Regions from separate parts of the Sus scrofa genome. Here region 2 is linked to region 1. Evidence: chromatin contacts called from public HiChIP or PLAC-seq data. All regions are on one chromosome and are shown on one strand. Each heading gives the region's core, a stretch centred on a gene start, on an enhancer-like site or on the middle of the called end of the contact. The rest is flanking DNA. Distances are from core to core; before and after follow the strand shown. Region 1 has its middle 150 kb from the start of RASA1. Region 2 overlaps RASA1 (ras GTPase-activating protein 1).

Region 1 (6,999 bases), core at 2,501-5,000:
TTCTTCTAGTGGGAATGTCTTTATGTGAGTTTTTTAGTAGTACTGCAATGGTGATAAATACATAAATTTACTACTTAGCTACTTAGCTGTCTTCACTGAAACTGACTTCACACCTCACCTCTACATGTCCAGCTTTCTTTGGTAAGAGAGTAAGACTGATTTCAAATCAGAGTTGGTGAGTCCTGATGCATTACTTCTGGAGGAGACTGAATAGGGAGATGTGAAGCAGTTTGACTACAATGCTAAATTGTCATGGATTTCCAGAGGGGGATTCAACTGATCTGGCTGGAGAGGTGGGGGTTCCTGTCTTCCTCCTTTGTCTTTGCTTCAACTTCAATTTGACTTTTGGAATAAAACACCCAGTCTCCTCTTCAGGGACTGATGAAAACCCCAAATAAGGAATCAAGGCAAAAGTCTGAACCTAGACATTTACAGTAGCAGGCCCTTTGTCATGGGGGACATGCAGGTTGGTGAATCCAACAGGAGAGAAACCAGGGCCTCACCTGCTGCAAAGAAATCACACTTTCATTTTTCTTCCAAGCAGTGCAGGTGCCAAGACGTGTTTAGAAGAGTGGTAAATACTATCTTTATGTAGTTCAACATAATATGATAGTGTTAGAGCTGAAGTAAGAGAGCTTTATAAAAGAAGAATCTTATTAAAATAGAGAAGGTTTCAGAGTGGCACCATTTCTACAACAGCTAGACTGGAAACAAATATTTATACATGTTAAAAAAATCTTAATGGTTTGTATGGACTGAATATAAAATTAGCACTATTTTATTATTTTTGATCAAAAACTATAACTGGGTACTCTATTGTTGGAATACACTGTGATCTTTCTTAAGACACTTTCCAATTAAGGGTACTGCTTCCTTAGGTGTGAGCTCCACAATTTAAATAGCAACCTATGTTCAAATATATATTTCATGTTCTGTCACTTTATCAGAAGAGCAATCTGACATTTTTTGACAGCCAGTGACTTGTGGCCAAATCAGTGATACTTTTAAAAAGAACTCATTATCAGTCTAGGGCACAAACTGTATATTAAAAATGGTACAGGATTTTAATTTTCAATGTCAGTGATTTTTGTCTGCATAGGTGTGATGGATGGGGGATCGACTGAAGCAGTTTCAGATATTTCGTATTTCAGGAGATTAGCAAATTTAGACAGGCAAGGATACTCTCCATTCTTCTTGGGACAAACCACAGTGTTCTTTTCTCATGAGCAGTGCCTCTTGGAGGAGATTAAGGGGGAAAAAAGTAGAACATTCTATGACTGAGAAGTCATCTTTTGAGGAAAAAGGGAGCATTAGTAGACATACAGACATCTTTTATAAATATCATCATCAGAATTCATTTGAGAATTTAAGATGAATGACATATGGGCTATGCTGTATGGTCTTGATTAATTCTAAAAAATTCTTCATGGTTCTGTGCCACTGCAGTCAATTTCACATCCTGTGAGAAGTCAGCAAATGGAAACAAAACAAAACAAAACAAAACCAGAATGGGAAAAGGTTAGAAGAACAGCATCCTGCTAGCTGACCTAAGGACATTTTTAGACAAACAATCCTAATCACTGACGGTTTGTGGCAGATTATTTACACATCTCTACTGTTGTTTATTATATGGATGCCTCAAATTATTTCAGCTATGGAAAGGTGACATGGTGATGGTGTCAGGTTGAAACCTCATTTGAGAAAATTCCACATTCCACAGTGACTAATGACTGGAAATTCAGATCAGATGAGGAAGGGGAGAGAAGTGCACACATTGAAACAGCACTGGCACCAGAATACTTGTCACTTTTCAGAAGAACATTTTGAAACTGATCATCTATGTTTAATCCCATACGGGCATGTCTAAGTTCCTGTTATGGGGTTTTCATCTGGCCCTATACTATTTCTAAACCCTAATTTCTCCATCAGAAAGTGTTATCATTCACAATGAGTTGAAAATTACATTTTTTTTTATGTTAGGACTCTGTCTTATAGAATACTCAAAAATGAAAAAAAAATGTCTTTTGAATGGATTAGCAATGAGATCCTGCTCTGTAGCACTGGGAACTATGTCTAGTCACTTATGATGGAGCATGATAATGTGAGAAAAAAAAATGTATACATGTATGTGTAACTGGGTCACCATGCTGTACAGTAGAAAATTGACAGAACACTGTAAACCAACTATAATGGAAAAAAATAAAAATCATTATATATAAAAATAAATAAATAAATAAGGTGAATTTATTCTGTCATTCTCCACCAAAATAAAATGTCTTTTTCTAATATTGGTCAAATTTGGCTGCTTGGTGATAGGGGGCAGTGATGGTTTATCTATTGGGCTTTTTTGAGTCATAGTGGTTTTTATTTAAAGCTCAACATTTTCACTTATTTAGAACCTATTAAAAGTTTAGTATGAAGAGTTATAAGTATTATTTCTCAAGTGAGCAATCTAGACAGGATTTGCAATCTTTCTGCTTATACACTTTTTTAATCTGCTTGGTTACCAAACCCAGTCCACCTGATCTCATAAATATTTTCCAGAAATTATACCCTAACCAACCATATTGCCATGGCTTGTGCTAATTTTTTCTGGTATTGCTGTTTTCTTGGGTTTCTGGGATATCTTCTTCTTTGGACTCCTTGTTTCCTGAATTATTCCCTTGTAATTCTTTTTACACATTACTGAAAAATATAATCTTATAAAATTCAGATCTAGTCATATTATAACATGGATTAGAATCCTTCAATAGCCTTAATTGCCAGCATAAAGTTCAAACTCATAAAACTGAACACAAGACACTTCCTTTTCTCTCCTACAATATACTTGCAGATACCCTATGGGCCAGTCAGGCTGAAATATTGGTTATTTTCCACACTTAAGAGGCCTAGACTGTACCTCCTGCTGATCTCTTCACTCTTATCCTATACCCCTGCCCTACCTGCCTACCTATACACAGCCACCCACCCACCCACCCACACCAGTTTACCCCCAACCCCAGCACTCTAATTCTTACTGCTCCTACTTACATGCTACTGAAATGGAAGTTCTTTTGGGAAATCTCCCTTACTCACCATAACGAATTTGGTTTACCTTCCTTGGGTCTCAATAACACAAACCTACTGGTCTTTCTGAATTCCTAGACTCTTTTTTTTTTCTTTTTCTTTTTAGGGTCGCAACTGCAGCATATGGAATTTCCCAGCATAGGGGTTGAATGGGAACTGTAGATACCAGTCTACGCCACAGCCACAGCCCCAGCAATGCCAGATCTGAGCTGTATCTGCAACCTACAACACATCTCACAGCAACACTGGATCCTTAACCCACTGAGCAGGCCAGGGATTAAACCCGAATCCTCATGGATACTAGTCTGGTTTGTTACTGTTGAGCCACAATGGTAACTCCCCTAGATTCTATTTTTAATATGAGTTTTCAGGATGGACTTTATCAATGGAGTCTTAACACCCTTGAGGCAGTGCTTGTGTCTTATTAACTTTTAGATCCCTCTCAAAATGTTGGGCAACACAATAAATAAGCTATAAATGTTTGTTGAGAGCATGAATGTTTAAGGCTTATGTGTTACTAATTCTAGAGGTATTTGTATTTTGGATGAATTCAAAGACTTACAATAAGGAAATGAATCTCAAATTGTGGAATTTCTGGCCTCAGCCAGCTGATGAATGAGGCCTGTGTATGTACATGTATTTGTGTATCAAGGGATGCAGCAGGAATGTGGGGAGCAGAGATGTAGGCAATAGGAATGTCTCAAAACACTTTGAATAACATGAGGGAGTTGGCTACTTTACAGTTAAGTATATGACTAATATAACTAATATGACTATTAGTCATAGTGACGTAAACACATTAAGACTTACTTTTATAACAAGAAGTATAGAGGTAGGTAGTAGTTGGTTCAGTGGCTCAAAAATGTCAGGGAAGAGGTCTCTATGATTCTCTAAGCCTTTTTCTTAAGACTCCCCCAAATGGCTACCAGATTTCTAATTGTCAGGATCATATTCCAAGTGGGAAGCAGGAGAAAACGTGGAAAGGCAGGAAGGAAGGTACCAAGGGACAAAGTAGGCGAAGACTTGTGACACTTCAGGAACCTGAGTGGAACCACTGCCAAATCTGAGGTGAGTATGACACTTGAATAAATAACTATACTTCATTTTACCTCTCCTTATTAAGTTTAAGGATGATGAACTTATCGACCCTTTGGGAAGGTCAGTGTGTAAAAGCATGTACAGTGTGTTCCAGATGAAAACTTACCATTTAATCTACTGATCTATTTAACTGTGCATAATTTTACTCTTTCCACTAAATCCAATTAATAAAACACTCAGCTTGACTACATTGTTTACCCAAATTTATTAAGTACTTACTCTGTTCTAGGCACCATTCTTGTCTCTGGGGATACAGAATAAAAGAGAATATAAGAGAACAGAGGTGTTCCCATTGTGACGCAGTGGAAATGAATCTGACTAGGACCCATGAGGTTGCGGGTTCCATCCCTGGCCTTGCTCAGTGGGTTAAGGATCTGGCGTTGCCATGAGCTGTGGTATAGGTCACAGACACGGCTCAGATCTGATGTTGCTGTAGCTGTGGTGTAGGCCGGCGGCTACAGTTCCAATGGACCCCTAGTCTGGGAACCTCCATATGCTGCAGGTGCAGCCCTAAAAAGAAAAAAAAAGAGAGAGAACAGGACAATGGTCTTGCCCTCTAGGAGCTCATTACTTGGTGGAAGAAATAAAGATGTTAACAGGTAAATCTTATAGTAGGTGATACATTCCATGAACAAGGCAAGCTTTAGGAGATTTGGCCATGTAGCCTCTGGACACACTCCATTCTGGGCAGGGGAAGACAAAAACCAAGAAGACCTCTATAAAAGAAAGGACAGTTCATCCACTTTTTCTAAAAAGATGAGAAGGAGTTGAGGGAGCATAAGAGGAATTCCAAGCAGATTAAAAGGTAGATATTCAAATATAGGAAGGTATGAATTTATGGTACACTACAAGATAAGTAAGCCCTGGACATATTTTCAAGGGTTACACTTGTATGAGTCACTATATTGTGAAATATTTGTCTCGCAATATAATTTTCTTTTCAGCACTGTTAACCGTTAGGAGCAGAGCACTGCAATGCTATATCAAGAAATGGATGATGTGGTGATCACCTTGACTCACAGCTGAGTGGCTATTACCTAAGCACTATCAGGAACACATGGACGTGATGAGTTTAGGGTAAAATATGTCCTTAAGACATTTGGGGAACATCTGCATGGAAAAGGAAAGTAGACAGTGTGATGTACAATCTTGGAGCTTCAATGTATGCTCTGGGAGTCCCCATTGTGGCTCAGTGGAAACGAATCCAACTAGTAACCATGAGATTGCGGGTTCCATCCCTGGCCTCACTCAATGAGTTAAGGATCTGACATTTCCATGCACTCTGGTGTGGGTAGCACACGTGGCTCAGATTCTACATTGCTATGGCTGTGGCGTAGGCCAGGAACTATAGCTCCCATTTGATCCCTAGCCTGGGAACTTCCATATGCTACGGTTGCAACCCTAAAATAAAAGCAAAACAAAACAAAAACAAAAACAATGCAAAACAACAAAACCCCCCAAAAAACCCCAAAATGTATGCTCTGGGATAAAAATATAGATAAGAATTCCTTCATTAATTCCACAAATATTTATTGATCACCTAATGCTAGATGTTGGAACTACAATGTTGAATAAGAAAAAAAACTCCCTACCTTCCACATGTTTGCATTAGAATAATGGAGACAGAGAAGTCAATGTTTTGAAGTGACTCTAGGTAGCATTTAAAACTAGGAAGTTAGGTTCCTTCCAAAGTTCAGAGAGAAAGTCCAATGAGAAGAGGTGCCTACTCATGACATTTGAAGCAAACTAGCTTGTAAAGGAGAATGGAGGCAGAAAAAGAGGGACTCAAATCAGAAATGGGAAAGGATCATCTGGAGAGGTAAAAAGAAAATCAGGAGAGTGGTATCACAGAATCAGAGAGGTGTGAGTCTGATAAAAGGAGTCAAGGGTCTCAAAGACTAATGTAAAGGCCTAAATCTCAGGACTGAAGGTGGCCAATGGATTGAATTGGGAAGTCATTAGTGATCTGGATGGAAGCAGATTCAGTGAATTAACAGGAGGCAGAAACAGTTCAGTTAGAGGAACAAATGAGAGGTGACGAAGAGATAAATGCCACCTGTTTCCTAAAGCCTGACTATGGTGGGAGAAAGATAAATAAGGGAATGTAGAATTAAGAAAGGCCTTCTAATACACATTGGATTAAAAAAGAGCCGATAGACAGGATATATTCTAATGTAGGAAATGATGTAGATATTTTTTTGGAACAACATCCTCCAAAGGAATTCAGAGAAAGTGGGATTTAAAGAGATGGTGGACAGAATTAACCTGCAACCTGCTATCTCTCCCACTGAAACCTGAGAGAATGCGGAGTTCTAGGATTTGGGTACAAGTGTGTCTAGGGGAGCTGAGAGGTTACCTACTCAATGGCCCATATTTCTCTGGGAAGTGGGCCTAGGAGTCTTGGAGGATTTAGGAAATGAGATCTTCAAGAGAATGGTGAAATTTTAGAATGCTGTCATGGAGCTCTGGAGAAAGTTTCTTAGAAGCCCATCACAGGATTGCCAGATGGTTTTGAGGTCCTATCTGATATTAGGAAACCCTAATATCTTGGTACCAGTTCCCATTGGTGTGTGAATTTTCCCCACAGGACCTAAGAATGTATGTTCAGGAGCTGAGGAAGGCCACAGTTAAATATAGGGCTGAGGGCAGATTGACTGGGAGAATAAATGTGGGAGAAGGGATTTGAAGGTGTCAGCCAAAAATAGTTCAAGTCAGGGCCTCCTAGTTTTTCTCCATTCAAAAACTTGCCCTGTCTTCTGTAGGTAGAACACCCTGATGTGTCAAGATAGAGCTCTTCGTTTTCTAAGGGCTAGGCAGAGTCAGAATAGCCAGAGC
Region 2 (6,999 bases), core at 2,770-5,269, 170 kb before region 1:
TGTAACAAATGTACTACTGTGCTGTGGGATGAAGATGGGAGAGGTTGTACATGTGTGTGGGGTTAGGGACTATGTGAGAATTCTATACTTTTTCCTCAAAGTTTCCTCTAAATTGCTATAAAAAATTAAGTTTATTACCTTAAAAATTTTGATTAAAAAAAAAATACTCCTCTAAGCCAGTCAACAAGGATTTACCATTATATTCAAATAGCATTCCTATTAATTATCCATCACCTTTATCATTAAATTCAACACATTTCATGATATGCATCCTCCCAGTTCTTAATTTGAAAAGATCACTGTAAAAACAGTGAAACCAAAGAGTAAGGGGCTAGGCAGAACTCATTTGCTATCTGTCAAGAGACTTCATAAAGTAGCAATGACCAAGGTGACTTCTCCAGGGTCTCCTGATGCTCAAATTCAAATCGGTCAAGTTTCAAAAATAGACTGGAATCAAGATTGTTGATCTATTCTAACAAAGTTCCCAAGTGACTAATACAGAAACTACAATAATTTTTCTATTAAAAAAGTCCACAATCTTGAACTTAGTCGATGACACATTTATCCTTAATAAGGCTCCATTTTATGAGTCCATTTCAACTATGTCACTTGCTACAATCCCCATTCTTTATGTCAATACTTCCAACTGGTGTATGTCAGATCTTTCTAAACAGAAAGCATATTTAATTCATCACGTTAATTTAGTTGAGATTGTGTGGTTTAATTCTCTAAGAAAACATTTCTTTTGAAGTTTGTTTGATGAGATCACTGTAGTCACTGCTTAAGAAGAAAACTTTTTGTCATTGTGCACCTTCATTAAGATCATAGCTATATTCAGAAGAATGAATGACGTCTGTCACACAAGGTAGAGAGAAGGGCACCCCAGACAGAATAAATAGTAGAGTCAGAAAACAACACGGCAAGTTTAAGGAATACACAGTATAATGTTGATGAAAAATAAAACACTGGATACTAGTGCAAACGGCAATGTGTGTTACACTAAAGGTTTAATTCTTTTGTCTCAACCTGCAGGTCTCAAGCTATTGGGTTAAGAAATTAATTTAGTAGGTCACAACCAGTATTTTTTTTTTCGATTAAGTGAAACGGGACAGAAGAGTAAACAGAGTGCATCACAGGTAGTAAGGACAAGTACTATTTCATTAAACATTTGTTTCTGTTATATATATTAGTTTATATTTGTGTACTGGGTCACAGACATAAAATCTATTTCTTTTGGTAAGTCATCATCAAAATTGGGATTGAAAGCCACTACTCTCTTTCAATGACTCATGGATAGTTGTCAAGAGAGTGTACAAAATCATGCTGGCAGTAATATAAGGCAGTTTTTCAAATGCTGAGAATCTCCATTTCAATTTACTTTCTACCAGTATTTCTGGGGGTTTTTGTTTTGTTTTTTAAAGTAGAATACAACAGAGTTAGAAAGACAACACAAAGTATCATAAGTAGTAATTTAAAAGGATGTTTTTCATGCAATTTTGGTTATTTTTTCTGTATTTACACATGCACAAGTCCTGTCACATTGTGTATTAAATTCCTTAATTTTTACTTGCATGAAACAAGAAAAATTTGCAAACCACTGATAAATTGGCAGAGAAAGAGATCAGGGGCACATTTTCAGGGAAAAAATTAATAGACTACCCCAATAGAAGGGAAGAGAAAATGACAGTTTGAAGTCACTGGAAATGTTTCTTAAAGTGAGATTCTAAAACAATTTAAGAAGTAGAAAAGAACCATCAAAGTAAATGATTACATTTACTGTTTGTAGATTTTTTGATGATGGCCATTCTGGTTGATCTAAGGTGGTACCTCACCGAAGTTCTGACTTGAATTTCTCTAATAATTAACAATGCTGAACATCTTTTCAGGCATTTTTTTGTTTTTTGGGATTTCTTTTTTTTTTTTTTTTGTATGTCTTCTTTGGAGAAATCTCTATTTAAGGTCTTTTGCCCATTTTTTTGACTGGGTTGTTCGTTTTTTTTTTTTTTTTTTGATATTGAGCTGCATGAGTTGTCTGTATATTTTGGAGGTTAATTCCTTATCAGCTGCATCAGTTGCAAATATTTTCTCCCATTCTGTGGGTAAATGCTGGGGAGGGTGTGTAGAAAAGGGAAACTTTTACACTGTTAGTATGAATGTAAACTGGTACAACTACTATGAAAAACAGTATGGAGTCTCCTCAAAAAAAAAAAAAAAAAAACTAAAAACAGAACTACCATAAGATCCAGCAATCCCACTCTGGGCATGGATTTGGAGAAAACTATAATTTGAAAAGGTATGTGCACCCCAGTGTTCACTGAAGCAGTATTTACATTGACCAAGACATGTAAGCAACATAAATGTCCACTGAAAGAGGAATGGATAAAGATGTAGTACATATATAGAATGGAATATTACTCAGCCATAAAAAAGAATGAAATAATGTCATTTATAGCAACATGGATGGACCTAGAGATTATCACACTAAGTGAGGTTACGTGGACAGTGAAAGACACACATTATATGATATCACTTATATGTGGAATCTTTAAAAAAAAGGATACAAATGAATATATTTGCAGAACACAAACAGAATTACAGACTTTGAAAAAAAAAACTAATGGTTACCAAAGAGGACAAGAGGGTTAAGGGATGGACTGGGGGTTTAGGACTGACATATGCACACTGTGGTATACAGAATGACTGGCCAACCAGGACCTGCTGTACAGGGAACTCTACTCAAAATTCTGTGATGGTCTATGTGGGAGAAGAATCTGAAAAAGAATGGATGTATGTATATGTATGACTGAATCACTTTGCTGTACAGAAAAAATTATCACAACACTGTAAATCAACTATACTTCAATAAAACTTTAAAAAATGAAAAAAAAGGACTTCCTGTCATGGTGCCGCACAAACGACTCCAACTAGGAACCATGAGGTTGCAGGTTCAATCCCTGGCCTCACTCAGGGGGTTAAGGATCCAGTGTTGCTGTGAGCTGTGGTGTAGGTTGCAGATGCAGCTCGGATCCCACACTGCAGCAGCTGTGGCATAGGCCAGCAGCTGTAGCTCCAACTAGACCTCCAGCCTGCAAATCTCCATATGCCGCAGGTGCAGCCCTAAAAACGACCCAAAAAAAAGAAAGAAAAAAAAAATGATCACATTTAAGTGGGGAAAGGAGAAAAAGAAAGGCATATTGCTGACATCTTTTTTAAAAAGTGTTAAAAAGTTAAGAAAAAGATTGCATTCTATGGATTCCACATATCTATAGGACAATGCTCAAGCTCATGCAAAGCATACCAAGATGCACCTGCTAGCTAGTGTATTTCAAGTTCTCCTCTACTGCATGTTCTCACAGGCCCTGTGCACTAGGCAAACAAAACCATTTCATAAAAACTAATTTTAATTTATTAAAAAGTACTATTTCTCCACAGCACACTAAGACTTTGTATGATTTTTGACACTACAATATTTTATCAAGTTAAATAAGTCCCAAAAAAAGTGTCAAAATAAAATTGCTAGCTACTTTAAATACTACTCACTTTTATAATTATCTTTTTAAAAAAGGCTTCATGAGGAAAATACTCTGTGGATAATATTCACGAATTCTAATGTGAACTAGAGGATACAGTCCCCTGCCAGTGTGCTCCTTTTTCCCGAATGCCATGAAAGACTAAAAGCAAACATCAACTACATCATTTACTCATTTTTAGCTGCCAGAATGACAAATGTAGAGAATTCTAATAGGATTCCAAAGAAATACTGAAAATTTATTTTCTCTTACCATCACCTTATCATTGCTATGTCCCTTAAGTACACACACACAGAAATGCACTCTAGACATATGGATTAGTTTTCTTAGGTAAAAACTGAAATGCAGCAAGTTATTCCTAAACCACCATATAATCACTATTTAACCCAGTGATTAGGAATTTCCCCAAAAATCCATGCTTAGGCAGCTACCCTAAAACTCAATGTTATGGGTAAACAACCAAGCTTACTACATATTACGTGATGAGTGACCCTCTAGTGACACAATGTTTGGAAGAATTTCTACACAATTTGTGGCTCAAGAAATGAGTAAGGAAGCTAATAATCATTTACTTTCAAAAAATTTAAAAAAGTTCTTTTGAAAGAAGATTAAAAACTTATAAAAAGAAAAAAGAAAGCCTATTACCACTTTCCATTCAAATATAAGAAGGCATTTATTTATTTAAATATCCATAAGCAAATGCATAGAGGCATCAAAACTGCTTTCTCTACTATTTAAGGTAATCTTGCAAAATGCACGTATATATCTGTAGCTAAACACATTTAAATATCTATAGATATATGTATTCAACCACTTAAACACTATCCAAAATATCTTCAAAGGGCTATTAATCTATTATCTCTCCTAAGATAAGTTTGTTCTCCTATCGAAGGAATTTTTCACAAGTGGTTAAAGGCAAAAAAAAAAAAAAAAGAGTAAGACTGAGTGTTTCACAATGGTTAAAAGTATAGACCTGGGCATCAAAAGTTTGGGTTTGAATCTTCTGGTAGTTTTGTGACCTGGGAAAATTACCTAAAACTCTGCTTACCTCAATTTCCTCACATGTGAAAGTGTTAGCTACAATTATATTTGGGGGGAATGGGAATATATACAGGCATATCTCATTTTATTGTGCTTTACTAAAGAATTAAAGAATTTACTAAACTATTACTGTGCTTCACAGATAACTGTGTTTTTTACAAATTAAAGGACTCTGGTAACCCTATAGTGAGCAAGTCTATCAGCACTTTTTCAACAGCATTTGCTCATTTTGTGTCTCTGTATCACATTTTGCTAATTCTCACAGTATTTCAAACTTTTACATTATTATTATATTTGTTATGGTGCTTGGTGATCTGATGTTATCCCCCCACACACTACGACTCACTGAAGGTTCAGATAATGGTTAATACTGTTTTTAGCAGAAAGTATTTTTAAATAAAGGTTTATATACTTGTTTAGAACACTACTGCACACTTAACAGACACTATAATAGAGAATAAACAGTTTAATCTTAATATGCACAAGGATACCAAAAAGTTTGTGTCACTTGCTTTATTGCAATGTTCACTTCACTACAGTAGTCTGGAATGAAACGTGCACTATCATATCTCAAGGTATAACTGACATATTTTTTTTGGCTAAGTGTTATGAAGTATACATAAAAAATTTAAAGGAGACTTCGGCAATAAAAAGTGATTTTTTTTCTTCTTTGTATGTTCCAATGGTTTCCAAATTTTCTGTAGTAAATATATCCATCATACCTAGGGAACATACCCATCATACTAAGAACCAAGAAAATCATTACTTGAATGAGGAAAAAAGACAATCATCAACATATGCCAACACTGGCACAAATTAGATATTTGAATCATCTGAAAAAGATTTTAAAGCAGCCATCATAAAAAAAATCTCCAACAGAGTTCCCTTGTAGTACGGCAGCTTAAGGATCCAGTGTTATCACGGCAGCAGCCCAAGAAGTGTGGGTTTGATTTCTGGCCCAGTCTCTGGCCCAGGAATTTCCACATACTGCTGGTGCAGCCGAAAAAAAAAAAAAAAAAAAAATCTTGATCAGTGAATCACAAATTCTCTTGAAACAGACAAAATGTAAGCTAAGAAATAAAAACTATTAAAAAAATTAAAGAACTGAAAACTACAATAAGCAAGAAAAACAAAAACTTATTAGATGGGCTCAATAGTAGGAATTATTACTATTGACAATAGTAGTAATAGAATAGTAGAGAACAGAATCAGTGAAGTTGAAGACAGATCAACAGAATTTACTCAATCTGAACAAAAATAGAAAAACCACTGAAAAGAAAATAACAAGGTCTCACAGATAGATGGGACAATAATAAAAGATCCAAGTCCCTATCATTAGAGTTACATGGAGATAAGGAAAAAAAAAAAAAAAAAAAGAGTGAGTTGTAGAATCTTCAACAAATGACTGAAAACTTTCAAAGTTGAAGGAAGACATAAACTTACAGATTCAAATGAGCAAACCACAAACAAGTTAACCCAGAGAAGTTACAGCTTGACATATTATCTATGAACAAAGACAAAGAAAAATCTTGAAAGCAATCACAGAGAAAGGATGCACTGCCTACAGGGGAACACCAACTCAATTGCAGCCATTTTCTCATCTGAAACCACAAAGGTCAGAAGACTAACAAAAAAATTTCAAAAGCACTGAAAGAAAAGAACTGTCAACCATGATTTCTATATCTAACAAAATTATCTCTCAGAAATAAAGCAGAAATAAAGACATAGAAGAGAAAGGAAAACTAAAAGAATCTGTCAGATAGCAGACTATCCTTCGAGAATGGCTAAGGAAAGTTTTCAAGTGATAAAAAGGACTTTGGAATGACAGGAAAGAAGAAAGAACAATGGGGAAAGCAAAAATATGAATAAATATAATAGATTCAACAGACTACTCTCTTACTCAAAAGATTTTAAAATCATAGCAAATGAACAAAATAAAAATTTCAGAGGCAAAAAAATTCGCTAAGTTGGAGTTCATCAAAATTAATAAACTTCTATATCAAAAGACTGTCAATAATGAACAATCAACCCTTCGCAACAGGAGAAAATGTTTATAAACCACTTATCTGAAAAAGAAACTGATAATCCAGAATATATAAAGAACACCTACAACTCAACAAAAACAAACAAGTTGATTTTTAAAAAATGGGCAAGAGCTCCCACTGTGGTGTAATGAGACTAATAGTGTCTTGGCAGCCTTGGACATGGGCAGCCTTGCATAGTGGGTTAGGGATCTGGCATTGCCGCAGCTGCAACTGTGGCTCAGATCTGATCCCTAGACCAGGAGCAACATATGCCACAGGGCAGCCAAAAATGACAAAAGACATTTCTCCAAATAATATATACTAACGGACACTAAGTACATGAAAACATGCTCAACATTAGGAAAATGCAAGTCAAAACCACAATGAGATACAATTTCATACCC

What was found. HiChIP or PLAC-seq counts read pairs in DNA pulled down with a chosen protein or histone mark.
Region 2: an H3K27ac HiChIP or PLAC-seq map of alveolar macrophages shows a contact between it and region 1. The contact joins two enhancer-like sites. A contact is called at or near these places in 5 of 47 Hi-C or Micro-C datasets (alveolar macrophages, embryonic fibroblasts, fibroblasts and 1 more) and 1 of 2 datasets of contacts at active chromatin or transcription factors (alveolar macrophages).

The regions. Positions count from the first base shown.
Region 1 is chr2:94,722,927-94,729,925 of Sscrofa11.1, reverse strand. No RefSeq gene overlaps it. Among named protein-coding and RNA genes, the nearest start is that of RASA1, 150 kb to the left of the region's middle. Within about 2 kb of position 3,750, at least 6 of the 83 cell types and tissues checked have an H3K27ac peak or open chromatin away from gene starts, as enhancers often do. A contact at or near this core is called in alveolar macrophages, where this site is marked.
Region 2 is chr2:94,894,116-94,901,114 of Sscrofa11.1, reverse strand. The region is part of intron 1 of RASA1 (ras GTPase-activating protein 1); the gene reads right to left. Among named protein-coding and RNA genes, the nearest start is that of RASA1, 18 kb to the right of the region's middle. Within about 2 kb of position 4,019, at least 2 of the 83 cell types and tissues checked have an H3K27ac peak or open chromatin away from gene starts, as enhancers often do. A contact at or near this core is called in alveolar macrophages, where this site is marked.